2 separate regions of the Mus musculus genome follow, and region 1 is linked to region 2. The links are chromatin contacts, called in public HiCAR-type maps. All regions are on one chromosome and are shown on one strand. Each heading gives the region's core, a stretch centred on a gene start, on an enhancer-like site or on the middle of the called end of the contact. The rest is flanking DNA. Distances are from core to core; before and after follow the strand shown. Region 1 overlaps Snx25 (sorting nexin 25). Region 2 overlaps Fam149a (family with sequence similarity 149, member A).

Region 1 (5,329 bases), core at 1,566-4,065, 790 kb before region 2:
CTTTTTAAAGAATACTTTTAAAAAAATGTATATGTGGTGTCTGCATGTATGTGTGTATACATGTATGTGGGTACACTTGCCTAAGTCCAGGCCAAAGGTCAACAGTTGACATCTCTATCAAGTTGATTAATATTATCATAAAACTGAAAACTGCTCAAGTCCTTTGGGGCCAGGAGAATGACAGTAGCTCAAGTTCATGAAAATGTTACTCCACTAAAGAGGCAGAAAGACTGTGAGAGCCAGAGGGGATGGGGTCACCAAAGGAACAGGGCCTTCTGGACACAAGAGGACTGACATACCTGTGGACTCACAGAGACTGTGGAGGCACACACAGGGCCTGCACAGGTCTAAGCCAGATGGGGTCCCAGTGCCAAGATGGGAAGTGGATATGAGCTCCCACTCACAAAGGAAAATTAGTTTTCTCCAACAGAGTCTCACTGGGTGTGTAAAACCACATTTAAGGGCAGGCCTCATACCCACCGTAGATGATACAAAATGAACTCAATGGCATTTTTGGAATTTTCTTTTTTTGTTGTTTTTTTGTTTGTTGGTTGTTGTTGTTTTTGTTTTTGTTTTGTCATACAATGCTTTGTCTGGAGATTTAAAAAAAAACTGTACAGATCTTTTGTTTATATGTTATGGTTTCTGATTTTTTTTAATGGATTTTGCTTTTTCTTTGGCTCTTTTTCCTGTTTGTTTTGTGTTATTCTGGTTTATTTGATCTTAACATATCTTATTATTATTTCAAATTCCCATTTATATTTTAAAGAGAAGAAAGAATGAAAGAAAGAGATGGTGTGGATTTGGGTGGGTCAGGAAGTGGGGAAGAACTGGGAGAAGCTGGGGGAAGGGAACTGTAGTCAGAATATATTGTATAAAAACTATTTTCGATAAAAAATATAATTTTTATTTTGTATATGTGGTACATGCATGCATATTTGTGTGCATGTATGTGTGTGAGTACACTGGCCCACATTGAGGCCAGAGGTCAACAGTGATGCCGTTTTCTTTCTCCACATTACTATTACTATTATTGTCATCATCTTTGTCGTCGTCGTTGTCATCATCATCATCATCATCATCATCATCATCATCATCGAGACAGGGTCTCAATGATGCTGCAGCTTCCCATTGGAGCTAACCTGGCTGGCCAGTGAGTTATCTAGGGATAACTGCCTGTCTCTATCCTCTGAAAGCTCCGTCTTTTACAGAGTGTATGCACCCAACAAAGATGGTGGGAATGTAAACTCAGGCCCTCAGGCTTGTACAGAGTTCTCATGCACAGCCTGGGCCTCTTCCTGCCGCAGCTTCTGAGGACGGACGGGGATTGGAGGTGTGGATTATGACACCGGCTTGAGGAGGCTTGTCATGCTTCTGGAGGCGTCCTTGTGTTCTCAGTTGTTAACACCACGTGGTTAGGATCTATAAGTGACATGTTTTGTTATTATCCCCTGTACCTAACAGGAGTTGAAGGCTGCTCAAGTGTTTGCTGATGGTAATTAGGAAAGTTAGGTTTCTTTATGGTCACTTAAGTGTGTGCTTTTCCTTAACAATTAATCTCATACCTAGTGGGTAGCTTAGATATGTTCAGATTTTGGATTTTTTTTTTTTATCAGTAGGAACAACTACTGATTAAAAGTAGCTTTCATCCCAGAGAGAAATTCTATCTCAACAGTCCAGTGGTATTTTTACGACATACAGAAGCCTTTCAGATCAAGGTTGATCCCAGTGTCTGGAGAATAGCTGTCTGGGTCCTATAGGGACAGTTCTTAGCACAGTTCTTTGCTGAGAGGGCTGTCCTAGTGTCATGTTCCTAGTCTAAAGTGTAGCTTGGAATTCTGCTAGACCACTTAGCCTGTTTGGATTTGAGCATTCACTAGGTACAGGCGCTGGACCCTAGCACTCGACGCAAGGCAGGCAATGGCAGGAGAAATGAGAATGGGAATGGAGTCATTTGATATCGAAAGGCTTATTGCTCCAGGCAGTTGAGACTGTATCCTCTTGTGGAAGAGAGGGGCACAGCTGACATTCTGGGAAATAGATCTCATTGAATTCCTTTCTACCTTCTCTGTCTCACACTCTGGAGTTTTCTCTTTTTGGTAGATACAATTTACTAGCTACTTAAAAAAAAAGGCTTATTGTAAGTTGGAAATTTTATAATAGTGTATGTTTATAGGGGACACACTGTGGGCTATTATGCTAATATGATAAACAAATTAACCTCCATCGACTGAAATACTTAATGTTTTTCTATTTGATTTATACCATGTTAAAGTGAGTAAGTAATTAATGGGAGTTGGAGGGCCAGCACAGCAGGATCCACGGGAGTTGCGTGTAGTAGCATACGGGGAACAGAAGACCATAGCTGTTTAAGGAAAGTGGGAGACTGTGAAGTTAATCAGACAGAAAAGTTTAGAAAGTCTGTCAAATCAAATCAACAAGCATTTCTACTTTCTGATCTTGTTAGTTTTTTGTTTGTTTGCTTTTTTTTTCTTTTTTGGGGTTTTTTGTTTTGTTTTGGTGGTTGTTTTGTTTTTGCCTGCCCAGTTGCTGAGTGCCAGCGCCAAGTATGCTCTCGGGGGATGGAGTTTGATGAGAACAAGGGGCAGTAAGTACAAACGACAGGTTTAGGTCTGAAAGTTTCCAGCTTCCTAGCGAAGAGTTGGGAGCCTTGCAACAGTAGCATTGAGAGCTTGAATTACTCTCTCTAAAGTGCGTGGCACTGTGACATTGGGGAGGATCCAGAGATAAACAAGAGTAGCCCCTGTGCAGTCCTCTCAGGCTGAGTGACATTGACTGGAGAGAAAGGCAGATGTCTAGAGACAGTAAGAACATTCACACAGCCATCCCCTGCTCTAGTTGGCTTGGATCAGGCTGCTAGGATTCCTAAATGGGTTCTTTGACTAATACAAATGTTCTTTGAGTGAAACAAACTTAATTTAGTTACTTGGGAGGAAGAGGAAAGAAACAGGAATTAGAGAGACTATACATAGCCTCTTTGTGGCTTTCCTTTATTATTCTAATGTGATAAACAATCCTAGATAATTTGACAACAGATAATGACATAATATATTTAACCTCTCTTTTAAGAATATTTGTTCACTTTTCAACTAAGGGAGTTTTGAGTCATGGTGACCAGTAGGAAAAAAATGTCTTTTTAAAAAATGTCTATTAAATCATTGGATTGATAATTGGTTCACAGCATACCAATTAAAAACGTTTAAATCAGAATCCTGCCTAAATGTTTGTGGTATCAGGGATGCTGCATTTTAAATTCATGCTGTACATAATTTCAGGTATAATTTTTTATAGGTCATGCAGTCACATGATTCATAAAAAGGAATGGAAGGATAAACAGTGGACATAGGGAACATAGGGAAGCTGGTTTTTTGTTTGTTTGTTTTTTATAAAGGCAGGCACCAGTGTAGTTGCTATCCATTCTAGATATATTTTAACTATAAACTAATAAAAATACTCATTCAAGAAGCTTTTGATAACTCTCATTTCATAGTCTATACACAGTGATTGCACATGCAGAAAAATTATATTTTCTGGTCTCTTGTTAGGAAGGAAGACTTCTTTAAGGCTGTGAAATACATAATAAAGTTACATATGAATAATGATAACTTCAAAGTAGAGTGATATAAACAAGGAACATAAAAAGAAATGCCAATCAAAACTGGCAAACATATCTTAGGAAATGAGGAAGCTGTATTTGAATTCAGCAGTGCAGTCCAAAGGGAGCAATATACATTTTCATCACTTGTTAAAAAGATGCTGAAAACTGCTTCAGAGACAGAGCATTGGACCTTTTGAGATTTGAGTTGTTGGTGAATATATCAGATGAGTCAGTCACAGGAGCCAAGATTGGAAAGATAATCTTGGCCTCGTAGATGTCCTTAAAAGAGAGTAGAACTGAAGTTTAGTCTGTAGGCCCAGTAGCTTTCGACATTTTTTGAGTGTAAGAGTGATAACATCAGAGGTAGGCTATAGAAATGCCTAATAGAATGTGACTAGGCCAGAGTGATCGATAACATTGTGAAGAGGGTTAATGAGTGGCTGAGGCCTCAAGTCCCAGTGCTCCAGAGGCCTAAGCAGATGATCTGGAAGCCGAAGCCAGCCTTGGTCACACAGTGACCAGCCTGAGCTATAGAATGAGTTCTGGTCCAGGAAAGAGAAAATAGTCAAGGTTTTATTTGGCTTTATTTGCACTAGTTACATGGCAGGTGGAACTGAGAAGATTTTTCAAGCGTTCTGTTGTGCCGGTCCCTTTAACCCATACTCAGTACCAAACAACCCCCAGAGTCTCTCTGCCCTGGTTAGTTTTGTCGTCAGTGTGACACACCTGGACAAAAGGAATTCAATTGAAGATTTGCCTTAGCCAGACTTGCCTGTGGGCATGTCTGGGGCATTTTCTTGATGGCTAATTGATATAGGAGGGTCCAGTCTGTGGGCAGTGTCCTCCCTGGGCTGTTGGGCCAGGGCTGTGTGAGAAAGGCACTTGACCCCAACATTTGAAATGCAAATAAATAAAATATCCAATAAGAAGGAAAGAAAGGAAAGAGTAAGGAAAGCAGGCAGGCAGGCAGGCAGGCAGTTGACTATGAGTCTGAAAAGAGCCAGTAAACAGCATCCTTTCATGGTCTCTACTTCAGGTCCTGCCTCAGCTTCCCTACAGCCTATGAACCCAGTAAGCCCTTTCCTTCCCTCTAGTTGGTTTTGGTTAGTGTTCTATCACAGAAACAAAAGGCAAACAGAACACCTACTGTTTACACTTCAGTGTGAAGGTTGAAGTCTTGAGATGTGGTTGTCCTACGTTGAACCTTCTTAATTCCGGTCATTCCTGTGTTTATTTCCAACTCTAGAATCTTAAGCAGCTTTTTGTCTGAGTAGTACACAGTGATGTCACCTTGGCAATTGTTGTTGCTAGCTTAAAAATGCTGTAGGGTTCATTTCTAACCCATATCACACTGGGGTAGGCAGTGTCCTAGATTTTCTTCAAAAAAAAAAAAAAAAAAAAAAAAAAAAACCCTGTATGTTTTCAATTGTACTGAAAAGGTGACTCAGCAAGTTTCCTGCAGAGGGTACAGGCTTCAGAAAATGAATAGTCTGCTGAAGGCTCTGAGCATTCAAACGACTGTATAGAAACCTGTTTGTTTGTTTGTTTTTAAACAGCAATTGGACTTTTAAAAGAAAAAAATTTGCAAACTCAACTAGCTTAGTGTTGATTGGTCAGATGCAGAGGGCAAGGGTTAATATTCTCTAGAGGCCTATATACCCTGAGTGCCATGTATAGGTCTGAGTTACACCCTGTTTGAGCCATGGGTGC
Region 2 (5,469 bases), core at 2,431-4,930:
ATGTGTGTGTATGTGTGTCTATGTGCGTGTGTGTCTGTGTGTGTCTGTGTGTGTGTGTGTGTGTGAGTAGTTGTGCTTATAAATGAGCATTCATTTGCAAATATGTATTCCCTTGTCTTCTGGGCAGTGGTAGGTGGTCTGGATCCACTAGATAAGAAGATTTCTATCACTTCATTACTTAAGCAGGAAGCATTGTTCTAGATTTTGAAGCTGGAACAAAGATAGGCATGAACTAAATGCCATAGAAATAAATGAAAGTGGAACTGTTGGGGTGCTGAACAGGGCCCTTGGGAAATAGGAGTCAGGACAAGAGCTATGCATAATTGAGCAGTCCTGGCCTAGGTGTGCATTAGATGGTCGTCGTTTCAGCTCAGACCCTGCCCTTTGGGTGTCCAAAGCTCTGAAGGTAAGACTGTCTCCCTAGGCAACACTAGGAGATGGGCTCTGTTCAGGAATGAGATCCGACACAGCATTCATTGATCACAGCTGAAGTCAAAGGTGTGGCTCATAAAGAACTCAGAAAGAGCTGAAGTGTTTTCTTATATCACGTGGTCTTCAAAGATCCTAAAAATCCTATCAGAAGCCTTGACATTCACCAAAGGGCCAACTCACAAATGGTGGTATGGCTTAGAGGGAACACAATGAAATCTGATGAATTTTAAGTAAACGGCAGTGTGCTACAGGGGAGTCGTGTTGGAGGAGTAGTGGAGAGAACCACTGACTTGGACTAAAAGGAAGCAGGACCGCTTACCCAGAGTTCTGGGAGAAACCTGCTGAATAGGTTGCAATAGCACCAGCAAGCACAAAGACTGGAAACAGAGAGTGGGATAAGGGCCGGGAAGATGGCAGAGAGCAGAAGTGAGTATTCATGGGGAACTGTCGGCATGTGCCTGCCTTTGCTGTGTTTGTTAAACAAGAAGGTCAACAAGGTTATCCTATCCCTGCAAGAACCTCCGTTGTTCTCTGTCTGTGTAGAAGGCTGGTGGCTCCTCTCGAAACTGGGGCTTTGAGAGCCAAAGCCATGGTGGTTCTGGAAGCCCCCAAAGGCTCTGCCATCCATTCCATATGCCAATAAAAGGAATGGTAAAAGTAAAGATGAGTAATGTTTTTTTAAAAAATCAGGAAGGAATTTTATTCAGCGCATCCACATTGGGAAGGGAACCCGAGAAAGGAGTCCAAAGACCCCACATTCATCCTCTGGATCCCGACACGAGTTTCAGATTTAAAGAGAAGAAGCTGAGCAAGGCCCAAGACTTTCCCTGTGGTATGTCATTTTAGGGATCCAAAATTTAGGAGAATGGCTTATCTGTGCGTGCCTTCAGCTAAAGTAAAGGTGATCGACAGGAGATGAAAACAAGAGATGTCAGTTTTTACCAATCGGCCCTTGGGCCCAAGTGACGAGGCTGTACTCATCAGCAATAAGAGTTGCGAGCGCCTGTTTGAGCTGTTTGTTCACAGGTATGTGATGCGAAGGGAATGCCCTGTAAGCAGCTGTCCCACCCATGTCTGGACGTGCTGAGAGGGTTAACCTGTGCAGGAGCAGGGACTTGGGACTGCCGTGGATCCAAGATGGCTGCCGACTGGGACGTCTTTCCTGATGAGATGTGCGGTTCACTTCCACGCCTTCAATTTCCATGACCGCTTTAATTATAGTATGTATCAGAAGTGTCACCACCCGGAGTCAGGCCGGGCTTTGATGGAGTGGACAGTGTCTAGTTTCTTGGTGTCCCATGTGACTGTGTTGTTTGGTAGCCATCCTGCTGGAGGAACTATTTGAAGTCTTGAGACTTCACAAAAGGGATGTTCAACTAAAAGCAGGCTTTTAGCCACACATGAGTCACTTCTCGATCTAATTGGGTGCACACCTGCATGAAGTCCTCGTGGATCCTCCAGACCCCATCAGCCACCAGGCAAAAATCTGAGCCACCTCACAAGGAACAGAAAGCAAGTCTTGACAGCATATCTGAATTCTGCAGATTGTGAACATGTGGAAATAAGTTTTCAGTCTTTTAAAAAATATTTTTAAATTAAAATACATATACATTATTTAACCCATCTCTTTCCTCCCCTGACCCTTCTCACTCTCAAATTAAGGCCACATTTATTTTTTTTCAAATTGTTCTTATATATACAGATGTCTATATAAGTGTATGTATATATGTATAAATGTTCCTAATTACATAAATAAAATCTGCTCGGTCCATATAATATTACTTCGATGTATATGATTTTAAGACTGACCATTTGTTAGTGGATAACCATTTGGGGGCTCTACCCTGAGGAAGGCTATTTCTCCCTCTTTCAGCATTTCTTAGTTGCCTGTAGCTCTTTGAGGGTACCAATACTGGGCATGCTAACATGAAAGGGTGGGGGACGATCATGGGGCCTCAACCTTGGTGTTTTTAAGTTTGATTTTTGTGCAGATGGAGGTTGCACTCAGGCCTCCAGAGAAGCAGTTTACCACGGATCTGCGTAGGTCTAGAACTACTGTTTCATTCCAGGAATACGTTTGTGATATATTGATATTTAAAAGTAGATATCTGGGACGGACACCCATGCACACACATTCACACACATACAGACACACATGCATGCACATGCATTTGTACATACACTCATATGCACACACACACACACACACACACACACACACACACACAAATGATTGTGGTAATTCACTTTCGAATCCCCAGGGGTCACTCAAGAGGCTGAAACAACAGGATCTCTATGGTTGGAACTAGCCTTGGCTACATAGTCAGTCCCTGACCAACTTGGGCTACAAGGAGAGAGACCATCTCAAAACACGCAAGGAAACAAACACATGCATTAATAAACCAATGAGTCGATCAGCAAAGACGCTCTGTGGCTTACAGTAAAATGACTGGTTTGTGTGACTTTGAGGATCTGTTTGCAGAAGCAGAGACTACACAGCAAAGGATGCTCTGATCTTGTGTATTATCAGACCTAAAGCTCTGATTAATCTTGCATTTACTAGATCGAGGCCTTGGTTATTTTAAACCTCTCTTTGCCTTCTCACCTGAAACCTTGCATCTCATTGATGCTGGCAGGAAGGATGTGAAATCTTGTACAGTTCTTTGCCTTTCTCTCAGGATTCTAAATGCTATGTTGGAGAAGCTAGGCTGGAAATATCAGGGCTTGAAAAATCAGTATTTTAGAGAGGACTGTGGGGTTGGCTCAGGGAGACCACCAAATCCTCTGGTCTCTGGATATAGAAATCTGATCTGCAGAAGCAGTGGCCAGCTTTTCCGGAGGTCCTGGCCAGAGAGGGCGGGAAGGGGCGGGGAGTGCTAGCCACGATTCTGCCCACTGCAGCCCGGGCCGAGGCAGGAGGCAGGAAGGATGGGAGAATTGAGAGACCTCGCTGTGGCATCCAGCCTCTGTTGGATCTGAGGGTCCGGAGCCGGAAGCCGTGCCCGGAGCCCCGGGATCCGCCGCGCCCATGGGCCCCGCCAGCGCCCCTGGCTCCGTCTCTGCCGGCTCGCTGGTCCCGGACACTCCGCGGGTTCAGCGCTAGCGGGGCTCGGGGCTCAGGGCTGGGCGGGCGCGGAGCTGAGGTCCCGGGGATCCGGGGACATGCTGCAGCCCTTGCCCTGCGTGAGAACGGCGCGGACAACCACCGCACAGTGCTGCCCAGGCCCCGAGGCTCCCGGCCCGGCCTGTGGGACAAGAGCCAGAGCCTGAGGTTGATTGTAATTGGGTAAGTTCACCCCGGCTGGGTGTAACGAGTTCTAGATTATGGCTTGGTTTTGTGAGAAGTGCGTGATTTTTTCCCCCTGCCTGCAAAGGCAAAATACATCTGGTGTGTGCGTTCCTTCCGGCATTCATTCATGAAATTGTAGCATGCTGGCACCAGCAGGCCTTCCCAAGTGACGTCGCTTCTTCACTCAGAGACTCATTACCGCGTACCAGAAGGTACAGTCCCCAGAACTAAGGTAGCTTCTTAGATTTCGAAGGATTATTCCTCTCCCCTTGGGTATGTTGGCTACACAGTTGAAAACCAGATCCCTGCTGGTTTTAACTCAGGGGTAGAGTGCTTGCCTGGCTTGCATGAAGAGGCCCTTGCTCAACTTCCAGCACACAGAAAGAAAACAACACACATACACACACACACACTTGACTATCCTGCATTTTAATCTAAAGACTGTATCTACTTCAAATACTCCTTTCGGACAGAGAAATGGTGTTTTGAAGGGTGTATGGACTGTTACTTGTACCTCCACGGGGCAGTTTGACATCCCCCCCACCCCGGCCAGGTTTGCAGGTTCTCAGAAATCCACCTAAATCAATCAATCAATCAATCAATCAATCAATCAATCAATCAATCAAACCAGACTATGTGGAGTCTCTGGAGGAACTCCTGGAGATCAGTATTGAGCCTAACTCCCACGTGTGTGCGTTATGGCTCCATTTAGCCCACCTCAGGAGAGCCCACATATTGGTTTCAAAGGTGCACACAAGAAAACTGTTCCTAGCTCTAGAATGTAAGCATAAGGAAAGGACTAACATAAAACTGTCAAATGTCTAGGTATTGAGTATCATGAGTTTAACAGACATTGCACAGGGTATAAGTTCTAAAGTACTTACAGGATAGGATATGTCCTGTAAGTTTGCATATTTAGTCCAAGGAGTGGACAGTTCACAGGGGATTAAGATGTTCAAAGTTATGCATGGAACCAGTGTTTGGCTAGAGAACAGAGAAACCGAAGGACTAAACCCTAATAATAACATAGCCCAAGAAGCAAAGGATACTTAGAATGCCATGTCAGCACTCTCCATCTTGTGGTGAGCTGCATCCTATCTGCTCCATGCACTTGGGATCGATGCTTCTAGGACGAGGGGAAGATGGCTGCTGTGTTGTTAGTTTGCAGATGTGTGTGTGTGTTGAGCCACAGGGAAGAGAAGTCCATGGGTGAGTCTGCTATGAAGAAGGCCTCAGAGAGAAAACTGCTAGTCTCCCATCATGGACGCCATCATCCAACTGGATGGCATGTTAGCTCGAATCTAACTTAAGCTCCTTACTGTTCAAAATACAGCTACTCGACATAATATTTAGTTGGTCTTTGAAAGGCTAGTTTATAAGAATTTCTATGATTACCTAAAAGTTGAATCACAATGTGATTTTAAAGTCAACTTAGAAACATCTGAACAGTGCTAATAGAAAGTGTTTTATCGGCATGGGAGCTGGGTGGAGGGAGTGGCTCAGTGGCAGAGCATTTGCCTTACACAAAGACCTTCTGGATTCAAGCCCAAGCAACGAGACAGACAGACAGACAGAGAGAGAGAGAGAGAGAGAGAGAGAGAGAGAGAGAGAGAGAGAGCATAAAATCTTGCAGTATGCTAAGTTCTTTTTTCTGCTTCTTTTTAATATCTTTGCCTCAGAATTATTTAACTGAACATAAGACAGACAGGTAGTAGGAATGGAAAATAACACCATTCTGTTAATCATTG

Evidence for each region. HiCAR-type assays count read pairs that join an accessible place to other places.
Region 1: a HiCAR-type map of astrocytes shows a contact between it and region 2, with 2.9 times the contacts expected there. The contact joins two enhancer-like sites. A contact is called at or near these places in 6 of 39 promoter capture datasets (the 3T3-L1 cell line, cancer-associated fibroblasts, hippocampal neurons and 1 more), 1 of 115 datasets of contacts at active chromatin or transcription factors (astrocytes) and 1 of 9 other capture datasets (liver).

The regions. Positions count from the first base shown.
Region 1 is chr8:46,143,832-46,149,160 of GRCm38.p6, reverse strand. All of the region lies in intron 1 of Snx25 (sorting nexin 25), which reads left to right. Among named protein-coding and RNA genes, the nearest start is that of Snx25, 5.9 kb to the left of the region's middle. Within about 2 kb of position 2,815, at least 34 of the 459 cell types and tissues checked have an H3K27ac peak or open chromatin away from gene starts, as enhancers often do. A contact at or near this core is called in astrocytes, where this site is marked.
Region 2 is chr8:45,356,647-45,362,115 of GRCm38.p6, reverse strand. All of the region lies in intron 1 of Fam149a (family with sequence similarity 149, member A), which reads left to right. Among named protein-coding and RNA genes, the nearest start is that of Fam149a, 23 kb to the left of the region's middle. Within about 2 kb of position 3,680, at least 162 of the 459 cell types and tissues checked have an H3K27ac peak or open chromatin away from gene starts, as enhancers often do. A contact at or near this core is called in astrocytes, where this site is marked.